2 separate regions of the Astyanax mexicanus genome follow, and region 1 is linked to region 2. A link is a contact called in public Hi-C data. All regions are on one chromosome and are shown on one strand. The core of a region is the stretch at or near the end of the contact, and the rest is flanking DNA. Distances in the headings are between cores, read along the strand shown. Region 1 has its middle 86 kb from the start of trit1. Region 2 holds the start of myclb (MYCL proto-oncogene, bHLH transcription factor b).

Region 1 (6,745 bases), core at 2,363-4,862, 96 kb after region 2:
TAAGTGGTTTGTTTGTAGTGTGTATAAAGTTTTTGCAGTGTGTGTGTGTGTTTGTGTGTGTGCCTGCTGGAGAATGTTACAGCAGCCCTGCAGATTTCCTGCGTGGTTATGTAATGCGGGGGCCGCGCTCTGCCTTCTCTTTTTTCCCCTTAACTCCTTTTCCCTTTTTCTTCTTAGCTTGCCGCGCCTCTCGTCCTCAGCTTCCTGTTTTCACAGTGGCCCACTGAACCCTTTCCCAGGGACAGGAAGTGGGGTAGCAGCAGCTGCTCAGCTGTAAGGAAGCAAATACACACACACACATCCCACACAGAGCTTGTAGGCTTTAACAGTGGTAGTTACAGTCTTTGTGTCTGAATGTGCTTCTGCCAGTCATTCAATTGGCTGTGTTCCAAGTATTGTTTTTTTTTGGAGTGTGTGTTGAGTTCAGTACATTCTGAGAGTCTGCTGGGGATGAAAGTTACTGATTTGTTGGTTTAAGAACACAAGTTTGAAAAAACACATGCTGTTCTTTGTGCTTTGACTGTATGGATTTGTTAATTTCCACCTGATTCACTTTAATGAAGGGCAAAACACAATAAATAAACAAGTCTTGTAGCCATTTCACACAATATGCTTTAAATATTGGAACACCTGGTTATTCATTGTTTGCTCTAAAATCAATGGTGCATCCAAATGTATACAAAAATTTATACAAACTTTTGACAGAAAAATGACATAGGTCAAAACAAGCAACATAAAAAAAAAGATTTAACTCTGTCTTTTACTTTAGCAGAATCATCTTCACAGATGTAGCATTTTAAGAATGTTGAAAACAGTCTTACTGGATCATATATGTATATATTTGTGATAGTAAAGGGTATTGTTAAAGTGTAACAATTTTGTGTATGCACAATAAGTCGAGCATAAGGATAAAATATAAAGCAGAACAGAACATTAACTTACTAGACACTGCTTCTGTCATTGTTTATTTAAAAAAAAAAACTATTTCCATCATTGTTTTTATTGTATTTACTTTTTCTCACTTTAGCTTTAACAATATTCTATTCCCTTGACTTTCACTGAAGTTTAGGTTTTTCTTTTACAGCTTTTTTTTTTGTTTTGAAAATACAAAGTTTTCTCTTTGACAATATATTGTGTTTTGTTGCCAATTTACCAATCTGCTTTGTTCTGCACCTAGTACCATTTAACCAATATTGCGCCACACACTGCCTCTTATTGCTGATTAATTGAATTAAAAGAAGTATTAAAAGAGGGTGTGTGCATGCCTCAGATCTATGCTGAGGTTGGAAAGTTTTTTTTTTTTTTTTGCCTATAAGGCTCCCAGTACTGCAGCGCCTCTATATGTACACACTCACATTTATTTAAAATACCGAGAACATTCACAGTGCGTGTGTTTGAGCCTGTGTGCACAGAGGAAACGAGACAGGATGTTTCACAACCTTGAATATTTAAAAGGAAATAAAAGGCACACAAGTTGAGGTTCAAATAAAAAATGTACTTGTAAATAGAAGATTTTGCGATAAGAATAAAAAAAAGGTGCCAATTTTCACTGCTGCTGGTGTCTGGGTTTTTTTTTAAACGTGCAAAAATATGTAGCCATATTACAGTATGATAAATGTCCTTAACAAGCCATTACTGGGCATAAAAGTGCAAACAGAGGGCAGCACAGTCACCCTGAGGAAGAAAAAAAAAGAAAGCCCTGGGTTAGAGGGCTAGAGCAGGGTCAGCCAGGCCACTGAGCTCCTGGAGCGCAGAGAGAGCTCGAGGCCTTAATCAAGGACCCAAATGTCAGCTTATAGGACCTGAGTATCTACAGTACAACCTTGTACTGTCAATAACCCCCAGCTTTAAATACTGAGCTACCACATTTGAAGTGATAGTTAAACAAAGTATCTATTTTTATTTTTGTCCAATACCTAAGTTTGCTAAACAATTTAATACTATTTCAATAGTTTTACCTCTTTACTCACACAACACCACTGTCTGTTCCAAAGGGTCTATATCCTTGCATGTAATCCCTGGGGTTCACATGTGAAGTTGGTGTGGTTCTAGTTCTGAACCAAAATTTCTGCATCACTTCCTGTTAGTATATTAATATATTCTGGACTAAACTGCCATACCTTTTAAAGTGTACACAACTGCGATCAGCGCTAGTTTTTAAGCTAGGCACTCTGGTGTTGTCCTTATTGTTTCCAGGTGTTAACAGTATTTAACCACAGCCCTCTTTGTTGTCTTTGCCAAGTGTTTATTATTCTTACTCTGTAGCTGAGGTGTTCTACATAGAACCCTGTTACAAAGTGAAGGACTGTACGTATATGAAATGCAGCCATTCTGTATGTTTGGTTCAATATCAAGGACACAGCTGTTGTATACTTCAAGGCCCTCAGTTGCCCACAGTTCTCTGCACATGTACAATGCAAACTTTGAATTGGTGTCTATAAAGCTTCAGGAGCAGAGTTCTTAAAAATGTATTTCATTTATGTGACGAAAAAAAAATTCCGTGATGTGGAGCTGAAATTAGCTTTTATTAGCCTTTATTTTCTTTTATTTTTCCGTTTCACCTTAAAGCCGGCAGCCTCTGCCATCTGTTGCAAAATTTTAAAGAGGAATAGGAAAGTTAACTAGCTACTGAGACAAACTACTAGAAAAATGTAAAGTTTGTTATGAACAAAATGACCATGAAACACTAAAACTACACATTAATCTATGGTGTCAATGGTTATGTACTCTAACACTCCAGCCTGACAGGAATCAGGACATCCTAGACCTGCAACAGCAAAACAATTGTCCAAGTGCTTTGCAAATTATATAATTTAATCAAGTTACATTAATATCCAGAAACTTCACAATCCATGAAATGCAGTAGGTAGACCACCTCAGGTATGCCCATCTGTGCATTTGCTATAGTGCACTTCTACCACTGTACATTACAAATATATAGAGTAATACAATTCACTAGGCTTTTTAAATATATGAATACAAAAATGACAGTACAAATGCAGCATTGTGTTCTTTTAGGTGCAATGGTAATGGGTTATGCAGAGGGGGTTTGCCAAGGGTGTGACATAGAACCAGTACATTCTGGTTTACTGACACCCTCCTGTATAGTACCATTAGTAGCTTACTATCTTTCCTTTATATTGTTACACCACAGTCATCTGAGTGATTTGCATGTGGTGTCATTGTGGTGTATGAGCTCAGTGACCATGCAATGAGAGAGTATGTTGTGTACTTACTTATTTTAGGTGTGTGTGTGTGTTAGAACATTGTTTACCAGCATCTTAGATAACTGCAGTGCAATGTTCTCCTCTGAGGCCTCCCATGTTTCCCTCCTCTCCCCTCTTCTTCCTCTCTCACTCTCTTACACACACTTTTTTTCTCTCTCTCTAACACACTCTCTCTCTCTCTCTCTCTCTCGTTTATCTCTAAGGCCGGCTGTCTCGCGCTCTAACCGGGGAAAAACCCGGGCGTTCCCTCACACACCCCCTCCGTTCCCGCGCTCGCGCCTCTCGGTTTAATGTGTTCATGTTTATCTAACGTGCTGGTCCACAGCGCTGTGCGCGTGTTTGTACCGGTTGCCCGGTTACGGCGTGGTCGGCTGGCCGCCGGTTGCCGCGGGAGACGGGGAGAGGAGGGCGTGGTCAGCGCCGCTCTGCTGCACTCTGCAGTTTTTGCTGCAGTTTTTTCGCGCGCTGCTTTTTCCCGCCTTTGGAGCCGGTGCAGGGGGCGGAGCTCTAGCACAAAGGCAGCGCGCGCACCAGCCTTTCCCGCCAAATGTCTCGCATGCAAATGAGCTGCTGATCGCGGGCGGGGCTAACGGGCGACTGCGGCAGGGTTAACCCTTTCACTGCTGCTGCTCCTTCTCCTCACTGCAGCACCTCGAGAGGAGCGCGGCTTATGTAAGAGCGCTCTCACCTTTATGTCCAGAGCTCTTACATAAGAGAAACACGCCGTTCTTACAGCCTAGGGTTAACTGCCTTAAAATACTACTTACTACAGAACGCATTACAAACTTTTCTTCTTAACAGCAGCTTCTGAATTAGTCTAAATCTGCATCAGTAAGGTTCTTTTTTAATCCTATGTATTGAAAGAGTGTGACCAGTGTAACTGCTTGTTTATTTCCTCATATTTCAGGGTTTATTAGTATTTGTTGGTGTGATCACATGTCTGTGTGAGTGTACAGTGTGTAGTTTCAGTGAAACTTTTTTTTCTGCTAAAACCACAAGTTTTGCCTCTTCCCTGCCTGCAGTATCAATTCCTGTGGATAAGAACAAAAGTGCATTCAGAAAGAGAAAATGTGTTGGTGTGTGATATGTAAACACAGTGATTTCAGATTTCACTATGATTCAGTTTCATTATTTTGATGCATATTTCAACAACAACAATATAATAAGTAGATGAAGAATGATAGACATGAAATGGAGTGATGGATAAATGACAAAATGCAAAAAAAAAATACAAAATGTAAATGTGAATGGATGGATATAGACAGATGAATGGATAGTTTGTTTGACTATTGATGTATGGGTAAATAGACAGATGTTTAGATAATCCATCTGACAATCAATAGATGTATGGATACACGCTAGTGTTAAATCAACGCTGTTAGTGTTCATTTTACTGTGTAAAAATATCTGGCTGGATAGATAATTGTATAGACTGATAAATGTATGGATAGATTGTCCACCCGATTATGTATGAATAGATGGATCATGTTATGTTCAGATTAATAAAAGAATAGATAGATGATATAGATATTCTGATGAATGGAGAGACAGTTTGAAAGAAAGATGGTTGGATAGATGGACAGATACAAAAAGGAAAAAAAGATTGTTGACAATTTTGCAGATAGATGGATGAATGGATAAACAGACCAAAGAATAAATGAATGAATAAAAAGATGGATAGAGATATCGACAGATTATTGAAGACAAAGTGCAAGAAAGAAACCTCAACTGAGACATTTACAATCAGTGGGGAGAGAGATGTGTAATGTTGTGGTTGGTGTGAAATACACAGAAATTGCTGCAGTTGAATTGTTACTTTCAGATTGATGTGTTTTTGTGCTACTTACATATTGAGCTGCGAAACGCACAGAAAAAGAGGGAAACACAGAAGCGGTAATATATATTATTTCAGCCATCCAGGAAAATACTGTCCATTCTTTGTGTCTGCTCTCCGCCTAGAAATTTATTTTCTGCAGCTAATGGCTGCAGTGTGTATGAATAGAGGTGAAGTGTTAAATGTATCTGAACACTGCCCTCAGCAACATTATTGACCTGTTTGGTCCATAAACACACCTGCTCTTGTAAAGCATGCTGTGTGGGTGTGGAAGGGCTAAGGTACAGTGCAGCTGTTGGTAATCTAACTGCAGCTGCTGCCAAAATAATACTTCCGTCACACGCCACTATTTATCTGCAACAACGGAACAACAGAGGGCAAAGGTGTTATACACGTGAGACGATACTGTGTGTGTGTGTGTGTGTGTATGTGTGTGTGTGTCACTCAGGATAAGCCTCTTTTATCAGTTATAACTGAGCTGTTTAACAGCATAATTGTGCACACTTACTCTCCAACTGCCCCAAAAACATCACGCCGCTGAAACAGAAACAGATTAGCAGGCAAATGAGCCTGTAACCGTCCTTTGTGCTGGGCCAGCCTCCTTCAGATTCTCCTCTCCTCCTCCCTCCCTCTCTTTGTGGGGGTGCCAACGGCTCACGCTCACATTGGCTCATATGTTTACTTTGCCCTGCACCTGTCAACGGACCCACTGCTCCTCAGCCTACCTGGAAACTTCCCAAAGGTGTGGCTAGCAGAGCGCAATCTAACATGAGCCGCCAGTGACCCAGGGTTTTATTCCCCTCAGTGATGGGCAGCTGCAGCTCGTCCTCACTCTCCTTTACACTCTCTCTAATGTATTACTTTCATCTTAGCTGGACTTGTCTGGACTTGTCCACCTTACAGTGTTACCCCCTACAGTACAGGCTTGTTACTCGGTAAGTGATACTAAAGGACTGCCTAGAAAAGCAAATTGTTCTCACCTTTTCTACAAATTTTCTATTTTAACTTACTCATAATTTGTACAACAGACCACCTCAGTACCTCTGATTTTGCTATTTATAGGTATATGTTTGAGTAAAATGAACATCGTTGTTTTATTCTATAAACTATGAACAACATTTCTTCCAAATTCCAAATAAAAATATTGTCATTGAGAGCATTTATTTGCATGAAATGAGAAATAGCTAAAATAACAAAAAAGATGCAAAAAAGAGTTTTCAGACCTCAAATAACACAAAGAAAACAAGTTCATATTAATAAAGTATTAAAAGTTCAGAAATCAATATTTGGTGGAATAACTCTGGTTTTAATTGCAGTTTTCATACATCTTGGCATGTTTTCTTCCACCAGTCTTACACACTGCTTTTGGATACATTTATGCCACTCTTGGTGCCAAAATTAACGCAGTTTAGTTTGGTTTGATGGCTTGTGATTATCCATCTTCATCTTAATTTCATTCCAGAGGTTTTTAATTTGGTAAAATAAAAAAAAAAAACTCATCATCCTTAAGTGGTTTCTTATTTTTTTTTTCCAGAGCACTTTTTCTTTACATTGCTTTAAAATGTTTTCATGAATGGACCAATGGAAATGCTACAGACTTTGTAGCTAAGTCTTTTATATTGACTATTATTAAAAGTGAAAACGGCTTTGATCTTTTCCTGTTAAATTAAAAAATAAAAATAAT
Region 2 (6,392 bases), core at 2,757-5,256:
TAAAAGCAGCAGATGGTCTTCAGGCCACTCCGTCAACTTGACCATTTGAGCCTCCAGCTAAGGGCAGTGATTGAGTGAATGATGTCGTCCGGTGATACGTTCACTACAGAGAAGGCAGAGTGATAGATTCATCTCAATCACAGTCACAATGCTGAATGGAGAACAGAGGGGGGCGGGGGGGGGGAACAAAAGGATGAATAATCAGATACTCTGATTTGAATTAATGCTGCGTTAATGTGGTGTCAGAATTATGGTAAAGACTAGCTGGCAACTGGGATGTTGCATATGAACGTCCTCTCATGTCAGAATTTCTGGTGGGAAAGTCGATGATAAATTTGATACCCCAGTTCCTAAGGTGATGTGACCTTTAACCTGTTAACATGACTGCAAAGAATACAGAGCAGTAATGAATGGCATAGAATTCTTTATTTTTAACAGTAAATGCATTTTATATCAATCTGGAATTTCTGATTCAGGGATTTGGGAATTTAGAGAACTTTCTGGTGAGAATGTGTAATTGCAGCGAGTGTACATTATTTTTGTGTTGTGGTTCGGTCCTTTTTGCCATGGTTGCTTAAGTAACCAGCAAACGATGCAAGTGGCCTAAGTATCAGTACCACAGTACCAGACCACTGTTTTTAGAATGTTTTTAGAATGAATATATTATACATTGCAGGGTTCTGCCAGTACATTGCTAAAACATCTTAAGCCCTATCCTGAAGGGATTCATTTCTCAGGGGAATGTCTGTGTAAAATATTTCTCACTTCTACTCAGTGATAAAACTCCTGCATCTGGGTTGCAATTAAAAAACAGGAGGACCAGTGAGTTTTCTGACTTTCTGGGTCACATGACATAGCTCCTTCATTTCCACTTGCTGTGTTTACATGGATCTCCATGGGAACGAGCACCCAAAGTGTAATTACGGTGTGTGGCAGTGGACAAGTAGTTATTTTATTTAACATGAGGAGTTGAAACTCTGAGATGTGGATCCAGACAGGACTAAAATTACCGGAGGACCACAGAGTTCAGCAAAAAACAGTAGTAAATTTAGCCTGTAATTTTCCCAGAGGACGTCTGAGAAAAACACATATTACATGGTCGTTCGGGACAGAAATAAAATCACAGAGGATCCCCCATAAAAGAGAAAATTACCCCAGGACCCCCTAAAAACTAATCCCGTTCGGATAGGGCTTTAAAACAGGACTGCTGCTTTTACCTGATGTTCATTCATTGTATTAAAAAAAATATTTGGATTTGGAGCATTTCTACAAGGATTTGATTGCTTTCAGTGACAAAAGCAGCTAGTAAGTTTATGTATATCCACTCTCGAGTCATATTCTGTTGGCAGTATGTCTGTGCATTCGCAAATTTGTGTCATCAGATCGTTTGGGTACGTTCATTTGTGTCACTTTAAACACATAAAACAACGAATCGTTATTATACTGTATATTTAGACTCAATCATCACTGTCAAAAAAAAACCAGTTCTCCAATTCTGTTGATTTTTATTTTACTACATCATTTGAACACAGGAGCTGTCATTCACAATGGGTCAATTAAAATGCTTTAAAATGTACTTGGAATAAAATATTTTTTACACTGACTTCAATTGAAAGTTCTGAAGGATATTCTCTCTCCTGTGAAGGTAATTTTTTTTGGAGATTTTCTTAGGTGAGTGACAATACAAATGTACTGATGTGTGCTCTAGGAGTGTGCCATATTATATCATACGCAATAATATCGTGCCATATCACCCACCTCTAATTATCACATCAGGGTACTACTTTTTTTTTGCTGTTTTTAGCAAAAGGAAAATTCACACTGTTGTCATTTCCCATTACATATCTACTAGAGACAGATTATGTCTGTTCAGTATCATTTATTTTACTCTAATTCTGGATATATGGAGATATTTGGAGTGCATTATTATCACCCACCCTAGTGTGCTCTAATCTGCTTTTGGACTCATCTTTTACTTTTTTTTACACCCACTGACTCAACCGCTTAAATCCAGTGTTCCATTTTTCAGTTATTGGTGCCCAGCTTTTGAGGGCAAACATCTTAATTAGCACCTCAAAGTGTGATGACAGTGTGGTAATCTGAATGAGATTTTCACACATTCTCTTACTCACTCTCTCTCTCTCTCTCTCTCTTGCACACACACACACATATACAGTACACACAAACACATGCCCATTGTCTTCATTTGAGCTGGTAACTCGCTCCATGTCCTGTAGTTCCTCCTTTTCCAATGCAAAAGGGGATTATAGCTAAGGTTATTTCAGCTCTGCAGTGTTCTCATACATATCTGCATGGGGCTCAGATTCAAAGCCCACAACTTCACACAGTGCTCTGATAGAAACAGAGCATAAGAACTGCTACGTTTTACATTAAAAAGAAAAGGCATAAGTTGTGTACACAGAGCTGCGTGTGGTTCATGGAAGTCTGTGGTATGTAATTTTAGAAACAGCATGAGGTGCATACAGATGCACATGCTTTCTATGTGCTTTAAGTATATTTCAGCTGCAGCTCCTGTGAGGTGTTGAAGGCCTACTTATCATTTTGTTCTTCAGAAGTATTTTAAGTGTATCCTATCAGAGGTGAGACCTACAAGTGTTTGCTCACTAGAACTTCTGAAAGGGCCGAGCTACACACTTAAAGGTTCCCACACACAGTATTAGGAAAAAGGCTTTCATTGATGTGTGGGGGTTCTTCAAACATAATTTTAAAAATGTTTGATTTCATACAAGTCATTTCAGGAAATAGTAATAGTAATTGTGATAATTTTATGGTATTTCTCCAAACAAGCATTAACGTTTAGGTATTTTTTTTAATCCAGCACAGGATTTAATAACTGCAGGTTATGGTAAATAAGCAAAAATAGTTGGCCAGTCTGGCTGCACTGTTGACCACTAAGGTAGAAGGAGAGTAGATGATCTGATATGTACTTGGATCTTTAGGAATGAGTACATCTACTGTATACAAACTTTAACAAAAGCTAAAATATGGTATAGTGTGTGTAGTATACATACAGTGTATATATAATGAGTGTGTGATGTGGTGTGGTGTGATGGTGTTTTTTTTCTGCCTTGCACAAGTATATATATGCACTCTGGACTCCTTTTACTTTGTTTTAATACAATTACTTTTTCAGTTTACATATATATTTTTTTATTATTAAAGGTTCAATGCAAAACACCATAGTGGGCAACACTATAGCCTTCATCTATCTGTTATACACCTAGCAACATCTTAGCAGGCATCTACCAGTCCTATAAACTAAATCAGATTACTTGTTTGGCATTTATCAAAAGCAAAAAGAAAAGAAAAATACAATAAATTAAAATATCCATTGAATCATCTCTACATATATAAACCAACTACATACAAATAGAAATACAAATAGGTATGCATGGTATAAATCTATATGTGATCTCAGGAAACAAGCCAAACTTTTGCAAACTTGTGGTTATCATACCACACCATATCATACGTTTTTATTTACAAAATTAATAAATTGTTTACTAATATTTAAAATAATGTTACAAGGCATATCTATTTCCAATACAATTTATCATTATTCATGATAAAGCATTTTTTCCTCCCAAAACATACGATTGATAGATAGATAGATAGATAGATAGATAGATAGATAGATAGATAGATAGATAGATAGATAGATAGATAGATAGATAGATAGATAGATAGATAGATAGATAGGAAATTGAGGGACTGATGCCATAGAGGATTAATAATACTACTAATAATATTGATAATAGTGCTTTGAGAGAATAGTGAAAAAGTGAAAAAAGTGAACAATGGACAACTATGCCTATCTATCTATCTGTCAGAAAAACACCCAAGAATACCTGATTTCACTCTCATATTTCAGAGCTCTATGACTGGTCCTGTCTCTTTAAACGGGGGCGTGGCCTCGCGACTACTACCAGCCTTTTATGCAAATCAGCCCGCCCGCTCTTGTGGATTAAACCGCGCTGGAGTTGCTTGAAGGATCCAGAGTGAGTGAAGCCGCAGTGTGGCACTGAACTGTTCCTGCGTTCACGCCGGGACTCTTCACGCTCTTCCCTTTCGGAGAGACTGATCAGCTGAGCCTGAGAGAATACAGCGCTGCAGAGAAAGCACGGAGAGAGGAGGGAATTTTCTCCGGGACCTTTACTGTTTGTTGGAAAGCGCTTTTTCAGAGAATAATCTGTGTGTAAGAGAGAGAGAGAGAAAGTGCTGGGAAAGAAGTACAGCAGCAGCAGCAGCAGAGTGGAGCTCTGAACTGAGCTCAGCCCCAACAACAGAAGTCTCGCTGTGGATTTTTACGACTCAAATGTCTTGCAGGACACGGAGGCTGGGGATTAATTTAAGGTAAGGATGGAAGGAGCTGGGCTGGGTCCTGAGTGGAGCTCTTCTTTTTGGGGTTTATTGGACTTGGTGGCTTTGTTAAGTTAACCAGCTAGGTTCAATTAGTTGGATCACTCACTGATGCATGAGCTGGATCAGCTGTGTGTGTGTGTGTGTGTGTGTGTGTGTGTGTGTGTGTGTGTGTGTGTGTGTGTGTGTGTGTGTGTGTGTGTGTGTGTGTTTTTAAGGAGTTGGGTTGGTCTTATTTGACTCAGCTGGGTTATTGAGATCCAGAGTTGGAGCCAATAGGTGAAGCTTAACCCTTTCAGACCCTGCAACCATTACAATGAACATGATGTATTTTCTTTCTTTCTTTTTTTTATGTTTTGTTGCATTATAAACCAATGAAACAGTAATTTGGCCCCAGCCACTGCAAAAACACTGGAAAAACAGTAGTACTAGAATCATTCAGGCAAAGTATCAGCTAATTTAACTCATTTAACTTGATTTAGAACACTTTTAATCATGTGTTTGCTGTTTATGAATGGTTTATGAAATAAAAAGTTCAATATGAAATAAAATGCATGATTTATTTGCTGTATAGATTTTATAGTAGAATTTTAGAGTGCACTACAGACAGAAAACAGCATTCTTAGATTTTTTTTTTTTTTTTCATCACTAGAGATAATTCAGGTTAAGTAACTTTAGTATAACTAGCTTCAGAATCAGTAGTTATTTAGCTACTTTCTTAGCAAAGCCAGCAGTGCTGCAGCTTAGAGTGAACAGTAAGTAAGTAGTAAGGTAGTATTAGCTAGGTAATTTTCCCAGAAGTACTGTGAGCCAACTCTGCTGTAGTATAAACCCTCTGACACTGCATCATGTTGTTGTGCAATGGTGTAGCTACTAACTGTGTTGCGAAACTTTTTTAAGGCTCTACCACCACACAAATAATTGAGCTGAGCTCACACTTTTTAGGTGATGGAACCCACCTAAAACCCACCAAGTTCTGAAGTATCTTTAACAAGCTCAATATTTTAGGAACTAAGCTCATTTAGAGCTACAGTGAAGTAGACAGTGCATGAGTGCTAGGTCATGCTTGTTGCCTTTGATTAATGACTTACTTAGCTTGCAGTAAATCTGAACTACTTCAGGACAAAGGGCTAAAAAAATAGAAAACACAGAAAGAACAAAGGCAAGTTTCCTCATTGATGGATAACTAAGGCCTGAGGGGAGTCAATTGAACACTTTTGAATGAATTCATCACAGCATGTCTTGGTTTTTAAACTATTATTTTCCCCAATTCTCTTCCAGATCTTGTGTGCTGTGACCTGTGTTTACTCTGAAGTTGCACTGTTGAGCAGACCGATGCCAGGAATCAGTGCAAACCTTCCGCCTTGTGACAGGTGGGAGATGGAGGACTGTGATCAGTACCAACACTATTTCTACGATGACCACAACCTGGACGAGGATTTCTTCAAGTCCACCGCGCCTAGTGAGGACATTTGGAAGAAGTTCGAGCTTGTCCCAACCCCGCCCATGTCTCCCATCAGGACAGTGGAGGGTGCCAATGGGGCAGTGTATCCATCCCTAGGGGACAAGCTGGAGTGGGTGTCCCAGTTCTTGGGGCAGGACGAAGAGCATGAGGGACAATGTAAAGTCAGTGCGGAGAAGACTTTTGGTAACCTGAGCTCCATCATTATCCAGGACTGCATGTGGAGCAGCTTTTCTGCCAGCCAGCGGCTTGAGAAAGTGGTCAACGAGCGCTTGTCTTGCTCGGGGCAGTCCAAGCTGCCCTTTGCCCTCCAGACTAACTCCATGCACCCGAGCAAATCGCAGGTTGTCCCTGCAGATGCTGCGCCTGTGCTCAACAGCTTGGCCACGGATTGTGTGGATCCAGCGGCTGTCCTGACCTTCCCTCTGAGCAGCAGCAGCTGCAAGAAACAGGTGTCGTCTGGGTCAGAGTCACGCAGCGATTCTTCTGGTAGGCATATAGTCCTTGACTTTGATCCAAGTGCATGATGCTGCATGCAGGGTTTTTTTTT

Evidence for each region. Hi-C and Micro-C count contacts between places; a contact is called where the count stands out from the background.
Region 1: a contact with region 2 is called in a Hi-C map of muscle, with 17 times the contacts expected there. The contact joins the enhancer-like site here to the promoter of myclb in region 2. A contact is called at or near these places in 3 of 3 Hi-C or Micro-C datasets (blood and muscle).

What each region holds. Positions count from the first base shown.
Region 1 is chr3:45,096,654-45,103,398 of AstMex3_surface, forward strand. No RefSeq gene overlaps it. Among protein-coding and RNA genes, the nearest start is that of trit1, 86 kb to the left of the region's middle. Within about 2 kb of position 3,613, the one cell type or tissue checked has an H3K27ac peak away from gene starts, as active enhancers do.
Region 2 is chr3:45,000,091-45,006,482 of AstMex3_surface, forward strand. myclb (MYCL proto-oncogene, bHLH transcription factor b) reads left to right here and starts at 4,007. Exons shown (of 3, transcript XM_007249274.4): 1 at 4,007-4,374; 2 at 5,662-6,331. The coding sequence starts at 5,716.